Regions from separate parts of the Sus scrofa genome. Here region 1 is linked to region 2. The links are chromatin contacts, called in public Hi-C maps. All regions are on one chromosome and are shown on one strand. Each heading gives the region's core, a stretch centred on a gene start, on an enhancer-like site or on the middle of the called end of the contact. The rest is flanking DNA. Distances are from core to core; before and after follow the strand shown.

Region 1 (3,740 bases), core at 658-3,157, 220 kb after region 2:
TGGGTGGAGGAGTGACCAATGTGCCTTAAATGACATTTTCAGATTCTTTCTAACCTAACCACACCGCTAGTTAAAGGCTATACTTTGGAGCACCTGCGTGCTCTAAGAAATCTCCTAAAAACAAAATTATTTAATAAGGAGCTCCACAGATTAAAAATGCTTCCCAGGAGTTTCTACTGTGGCACAGTGGGTTAAGAATCTGACTGCAGCAACTCAGGTCTGTGCAGAGATGCAGATTCAATCCCTGGCCCAGTACATTGGGCGAAAGGATCTGGTGTTGCTGCGGTTTCAGCGTAGGTCGCAGTTGGGGTTTGGATTCAATCCCCGACCTGGGAACTTCTGTATGCCACAGGTGAAGTCATTAAAAAAATGTATCTATCTCCCAGATCTTCATTTCTGCTCTTTCAGGGCTAACCAAGAGCAGTATTTTTATTAGCCTATTTCTGACTTTTTTCATAATGAGTTCCAAAAGGGCTTGCCTTCCTTGATACTTGGGGAATCTCCATTTCCAATCCCCCTTTCTCTTGAGGTGGTAAATAGCAGCAATTGTGAAAATTGTGTTTGCTGAAGGACAGTGCCACCTAGTGAGGCGAGGCGACCAGCTATTTGCCCAATAAAATCAGAAAATGATCCAATGTCTCCCTTTCCCATCAAGCACTGGGAGAAATGCTGAAATTCCTAATCAGAGGCCACAGCAGTTACGGCAACACCCACAAACAAATCGAGGGAGGAGCCAGCAACAAGATATACAACTGCTTTACCACAGTGCAGAGTCAGCAGGCAGGACTACACAGAGCTTCCCTCTCTCTGTTCTCAGTTGTAAACAGAACGGCAGCAGAGGAAGGTGCTAGAAATAGATATGTCTCTACTATTGCATTCTTATCACTGATCTTGCAGAAATAAATAAAAAAGCACCTTAAACCATCATGGGCCTAAAATAAATGTTCAAAATAAACTGCATCTCATCCATTTAAATTAGAGGACAATTTGTATGTGAAATTAAAATGATATAGTTGAATTCTTGATTAACTTCTGCATTTAATCTAGTCCTGTTGTATTTTTTAACAAATTGATGCAGGTAAATAACTAGTGAATAAGTTTGATTTCACAAATTTGATTCTTCTCATGCCTCAGTGAAACAGTAGATTGACTTTTTAAAAATTATGCACTATTTTTAACTTGTCGGCAAGGCCAAATAAATCAGTAACTCCCTTATGAAAGCAAATAAATCAACATTCTCTTAATCCCCTTAGGAGGCTGTGGCTTGGAGTTGGCGAATATTTTGAGAGTAGCACACCCTCACAGAATGTTCTGGATTATCTCTGTGTTTCAGTAAGAGCTTTAAATTGAATACAGGAGCTTCCAAAAAAAAAAAAAAAATGTGGTTGAATGGCATGAAAGCCTGGAGCCCTGTCGGGAAGTCCACTCCCAATCTGTGTGTGACACCCACAGCCAGAAATCAGAGCAAATACAAACCCGGGATCCCTAAACCCTTTATCAAACAATGGGATTTTGAGATGATAGACAGCAGGAAATACAGATGAGGCTGGTAGACACAAGAAACCTCTTTAAATACATGAATCAAATGTCATTAGCCCTGTGACATATCAGGTAAGTTTAGCCTAAAGTCTCAGGAGGATTCCCAGGGCCTGAGGGTGAGGCCCAGAGCTTTCAGTGGGGGTGGATCTAAAGCACCATAGGACTGGAAAGCACACGAGGGCGTAAGAACAGAAGCAGGAATAGGGATCTCTCAGCTCCTCCAGCAAGGGCGGGGAAGCTAACAGACACAAATAGGAGACACAGCTCTCAGGATAGCCTTCTCTGTCCTCAACCCAGCCCTACCTAGGAATCTGGGGTAGAGGGGAGAAATGCGTGGCTGAAAAATACCCCAAAGATGCTACGAGTTCTGGTTGGCGAGACCACAGACTGTACTAGGTCTCCGACTTCTGCAAATCAGCAGTGTACTAAAGGCAATCCCTCTCCTATGTTACAGCTACAGCTGACCAGTCGGCAGCTTCTTTTGAGATGGAAATGTCTCAGATGGGCTTCAGCGCTCATTATTCACAGGTACGTTGGCCACCGGGTAGAAAGCATCTTTTTTTGAAGGTTTCTTTTCCCCAAACCAGCACCCAGACATCAGCATTACAGGTGCAACTTGCAGTTCATGGCATGAACACTTATTCAGACCCAAATAGGAAACAGCATTTCACAGGCTTCTTATTAGGAAAACATGTTATTTCATACAGCTCACTGCATTGTACTAATAATTGTGAATCAGACAGTTTGAGGTCTGCTTGTGTGATTATACATCTAGCTAAATAAAATACATAATTTATCACATTTGCCAGAGAAATGTATCTTTTTCCCAGTATCGAGATATTCAAGGGTCTTGCTAGAATCCTGTGTTCGAGGCCCAGGATTCCTGGCAGCAATAAAACAGAAAACAGATTAGAGAATATATCCTTTGTAGTTGATGGAAGAAAATGTACTGTGGTCCCTGCACAGGAATATTGACAGCTCATTGTGCATTTGTGCTGTATAAACTAGGGCAATTCAGTCACCTGGCCCTGGTTTCCTCTTCTGTAAAATGAGAGTGGTGATAGTGGCATCCAGCCCAAAGTGTTATTGTGATGATTTTATGAGTTATTAGATGTAAAGCACTTTGAACAGTACCTGTCACATTGTTAAAACACGTAAGTGTTTGCTCTTAACCATTTTTTTGTTAAATATCATTGTTTCTCTATTTGGCTCTAAGGACTGGGTCATGCTCGGAGCAGTAGGAGCCTATGATTGGAATGGAACAGTCGTCATGCAGAAGGCTAATCAAATCAAAATTCCCCCAAACAAGACCTTTAATGTCGAGTCTACCAAAAAGAATGAACCTCTTGCTTCTTATTTAGGTAAAGTTTGGATGTAAATAATAGAAAGTTGCTTTGGGTTTTTTCTTTTTTGAATTATTTGCTTATATTTACATAGGTGTACCTAAAATGGTTTGAGAGAGATCACTTCTAAAAGTTAGATGTTTTACAGGACCCATGGAAGTTTCCAGGCCTTGGATAAGCAGTCTTACTCAGAATACCAGAACATGCGGGAGCCTTTCTCAGAAGGACTATCTAGCACTGGGATTAATTTGGGCTGATCTGCACACTTTTTGAGGTCCCTTTCTGTCTGGTATTCTCAATTTCAGGAAGTGCTTCAGACCCAGTGAACAGGAAATAAAGGTAGAAAAAGAACCCTTGGCTCAGCCTGTATCCTGAAGATCAGACTCCCAAATTCTCTTAAATATCCTCTATCATTAGTTTCTCTCTATGAGTCCTAATTTTGCAAAGAAAAATTTTAATCTATTTTCTCATATGACTTCTCTAATACCTCTGTTCACAATCAGATATAAATTGAACCCACTGATGTAACAATTTTCCAAAGACTTGCTTAGACAGAGGAGATGTGTTTGGTGTCACTTTATTCTGGATCTGTGCCAGGCTGGGGGATACCAGGGGACTCTTCTATCACTGGCTGATCTTGGTAAACAGTTGGGAAGGACTCAGATGGAAAGGACCTTCAGGATATGGTTTCCACTCAACAAATATTTGGGGAACATTTCTCTTGCCCCAGGTGCTGGGGACGTGGTGGTAAAGAAAACAAATACCATGTTGTGTTCATATTTTAGCATCTTAGCAGCCCTCTCTGGGATCTTTCTGTCCTAGAGGCAAGTCTTTTTCTCTCTCTATCCCAGTTTCTTC
Region 2 (3,683 bases), core at 211-2,710:
TTTTCTTCTCCAGAAGGTCTCCTGCTGCTGGACACAGAGACTGGAAGAGCTTAGATTCTGTCCTTAGAGAATAGTACTCTAGTGTTCCACATCCATGTAACCAAAAAGCCATTCTTATTCCTTCACCAAACCCAGGATAAATTTCCCCAGGCCCTCATTTCCCACCCTTCCCGTGCTCTAAGACTTCCAGATGACCTCAATGCAAAATTCATCCCCACTTGCTCTCCAAGATCCTGAGAGGCACCACTGGCCCCTACCCCTGTCAAATGTTGACATTCTTTCCACATACTGTTCATAGCCACTTGAAATTTGAAAGGCAGAGAGCAGTTTCTTGAACTGGTTAAGGACGTGGGTCATGAAAGAAGAAGGCTGGAATTAAAAAAAAAAAAAAAAAAAAACCAACAACAAAAAAACACAGTTGGTAATACTGAGAACTTAACCTAGGTCTTTCTTTTGTTTTGTTTTGTTTCCTTTCAGGATTGAAGGTGATGAGCATTGAACTGATAGGAGGAAATGCATCACTAAACATGAAGACATAAATTGGGTGCCTAAAACGTAAATAGTTTAAAGATTCATTGTAACAGGCCCCAAATGCTATTCCTTTTTTCTGAACTTTGAGTTATCTACCAATCATTAGTCAATGCATTTGACATTGGTGATAAAATGATGAACAAGATGTCACTTTATTGACTTCAAGGCAATAAAGGGCTTGCACATAGTAGGCACACAATGATTTCTGTTGTTTCTAAGTGAGTTGAGAAAGGGAATGAAGTTGCTACTTGACTATTTGTAAGGGACTTTAACTGCAGTCATTACACACTCTTTTTCATATACTGGGCCTAAAACTTCCTGAAACAACAGTGATCACGCGCATCATTAAATGTGTCAGAGTAACTTAGACTAGACTAGACTAGATTTGCTTAGACTAAACGAATTTTTCCAATTCCCTTCATAATCTTTAATCATCCATATTTAAAAAAATACAGAATATTGCTCACATCCTAGTTCCCAATCAATTTAAAATCCCAGCATGGTTGTTTATGTCTTACCCCTTCTCACCCCAGCCCCCAACAAAAACAACTAATTTTAGAAGAGAGGCAAATTCCTGGATTAGGTCAGGTTTTGCCAAAAATATAGTAGCCAGACATTACCACATGCTTAGTTGCTCTGCTCTAATATATCTTTCTTCCTTAAACTGAATCATTTATGACAGGTTTATGGAGAACTTGGAGAAAAATGGAAGAATCATTTTGAATGATCCTGTTCAGCTGGAGGGGAAGGGGAACAGGAATGAAGGCTTTTTCCTCTTCACCTGACATATGCCTAATCCTTAAGGTTTTATTCTCCATGATCAAATGACTTTGAAAAATTAAAGAATTGGGGAAGTGAGACAGGGAGTAGTTAGGCTAAAACAGAGAACTTTCAGTTTGTTGAGGCACACCCAAAAAACAGGGCAATGTGAAACTGAAAGAAGACTTGCTCTTTGAATCTCAGTGCTGTTATACAGGAGCTCTGTGGCTATGGAAGCCCAAAAGAGCCTTTCATTTCTCTCTGAGGCAAAAACATTTCTATGTAGATGCAAGAGCTCTGTAAATCAACCAAGCCTTCCAACTCAGTGCCTCAACTCTCTCTCTCTCTGTTTATATACACTAAGCATATGCTTCCTGTGACCACTTCAAAAGAAATATAACTTTCTTAAATATTATTTAAGTGCAGCTCTATGGCTGTGAAAGAGAGAAAGTATAAATGACTTTGAATCTTTTACTACACGGGTGGAGAAAGAAGGAAGGAGTGATTGAAATGCTACGCTGACCAGTCTAGGAAATGGGTAATAACTTGTGATTAAATGCAGATGTTAACCTGAAAAATTCAGTTAATCACAGATATTAAACATGCCTGGAAGCTATAAAAAAAGCAGAGAGTAAAACCAATGAATAACCTTTCATTGAAGTAGTGTAGTGACACACAATTCATATTGGGAAAAAAAATGGACTAAATTTAAATTACTTCAACTTTTCCATCTTGTATAAATGTTTATGTACAAATGAACAGACCATTACATGGACTTGTACCAGGGAACATGGGCAAATTAAATAAATCAAAATTGGAGTGGAAAGAGCCATGAATGACAGGTGTGTAAGTAGCACTTAGAAAGGAACAAGCTGAAAAATATTCCATTTGGGTAAGCATAAACCATGCTAGAAACATTACAAACAAGTTTTAGAATTCAGAATGCCTGTCATATCTAAAGATAGCACAATAATTTAAAAAGCAGATCAAAACTGGCCATAAATGGTGCTTGGAGATCACAACTAAGCGTTTCATAGCTAATGCTCCCCAGCCTAGCACTGAGCTTGGCACATCATTGACACTCCATAAATGTTGGCTCTGATTTATTGTTAGTGGTGCTCCTCAAAATAAAATACCTGAATGTTATAGTAAGAAGAAGACTTCAAATAGAATTCAAATAAGTAAGTATAATTGCTACTATAATATACATATTCATACATTTGACCAACAGTCACCACTCTGCCATGTCCAGTAACCAATCTAACATTGTTGAAAAGCACCTATATTTCACTTTGAGCTACAATGAGTCTCTCATTCATCATTTTCAGCTGCTGATTTATCACTTTCAGCAGCTGGTTCTTCAAAGCTCAGTTGTAAATGCAGTCAGAAGTTTGGGGATAGAAGAGGACAGACTGGCTTTCTGGAAAACAAAACAACTATTTCTTAACAATATCTGCTTTCCAAAGCAGCTTCCAGAACACATTTTCACAAAACATGGAGATTGGGCATATCCATATATCAGGGGGAAGAAAAAAACATAGTCCTAAGAGCTATAATACGGGTCAAATCACATTAGGAAGACTGGAGAGAATTCTGGAGTTTCCAATAGTAGATAAGCAAAATGAAAGACTTTGGTGTTGAGGAAACCAAAACTACGAATTCCTAGTGCCACTGATCCAACTGCCTGGCTTAACTGTTTTTCTCCACCAGATTAAATAAGTACGCAGTGTTTTGGCTCTAGAGAGCGTCTCCCTCCATAAAATACAAAGGGAAAGGATTTTGATGAAATTGGTTTAAAAAAAAACAAAAACGAAAAATGAGCTGAACATGCAATCCAGTATAGAAAGCAAAGGAAGCAGGCCCATTAGGAGGTTTATAAATTGGAATAAAATGACAGGATAGAAGGATAAGTCTTAAGGTCAAAGTCACGCTGTGCAAGTGAGACCAAGTCAGCTCAGATTCTCATGTTCAGCATGAACAACCAGTCGACAGTTTCTGTGGCAGAAAGGGAGAGCTGGAGAATGTTAAAGCTGAGAAGACACCTCAGATCTCATACTTATCATCCTTAATAGTAATTAAGGAAGAAACTTCTACTGAATGAGGCTTGTAGAGACTCCATCACATATTAAGTCTTGCCTTTTCTAGCATATGCAAAATCCCACATTTTCAATGGACCAATGTTTGCAAAGTTAGTAATGTTATCATTGTATTGCTACACATTGGTTTTCCTTATCACAGGGCAAGTGCTCTCCAAAATAAAGGCTGAAAAAACTGCAAAAGAAATCCCAGCTCATTTCCTCTGTTAAAATAAGAAAATCTGAATATCAAAGAGGAGAGAGTCATTGTCACAACTGGAACCATACTATAATTTTTGAAGTTTTTAGTTTCTCATT

What was found. A called contact is a pair of places that touch in the nucleus more often than the background predicts.
Region 1: a Hi-C map of omental adipose tissue shows a contact between it and region 2, with 2.4 times the contacts expected there. The contact joins two enhancer-like sites. A contact is called at or near these places in 12 of 47 Hi-C or Micro-C datasets (alveolar macrophages, embryonic fibroblasts, fetal heart ventricle and 7 more) and 1 of 2 datasets of contacts at active chromatin or transcription factors (skeletal muscle).

The regions. Positions count from the first base shown.
Region 1 is chr16:32,245,379-32,249,118 of Sscrofa11.1, forward strand. ITGA1 (integrin alpha-1) reads left to right here. Exons shown (of 31, transcript XM_021076769.1): 11 at 1,994-2,067; 12 at 2,756-2,900. Among named protein-coding and RNA genes, the nearest start is that of ITGA2, 89 kb to the right of the region's middle. Within about 2 kb of position 1,908, at least 10 of the 83 cell types and tissues checked have an H3K27ac peak or open chromatin away from gene starts, as enhancers often do. A contact at or near this core is called in omental adipose tissue, where this site is marked.
Region 2 is chr16:32,026,266-32,029,948 of Sscrofa11.1, forward strand. The region is part of intron 1 of LOC106506482 (a long non-coding RNA gene); the gene reads right to left. Among named protein-coding and RNA genes, the nearest start is that of PELO, 100 kb to the right of the region's middle. Within about 2 kb of position 1,461, at least 23 of the 83 cell types and tissues checked have an H3K27ac peak or open chromatin away from gene starts, as enhancers often do. A contact at or near this core is called in omental adipose tissue, where this site is marked.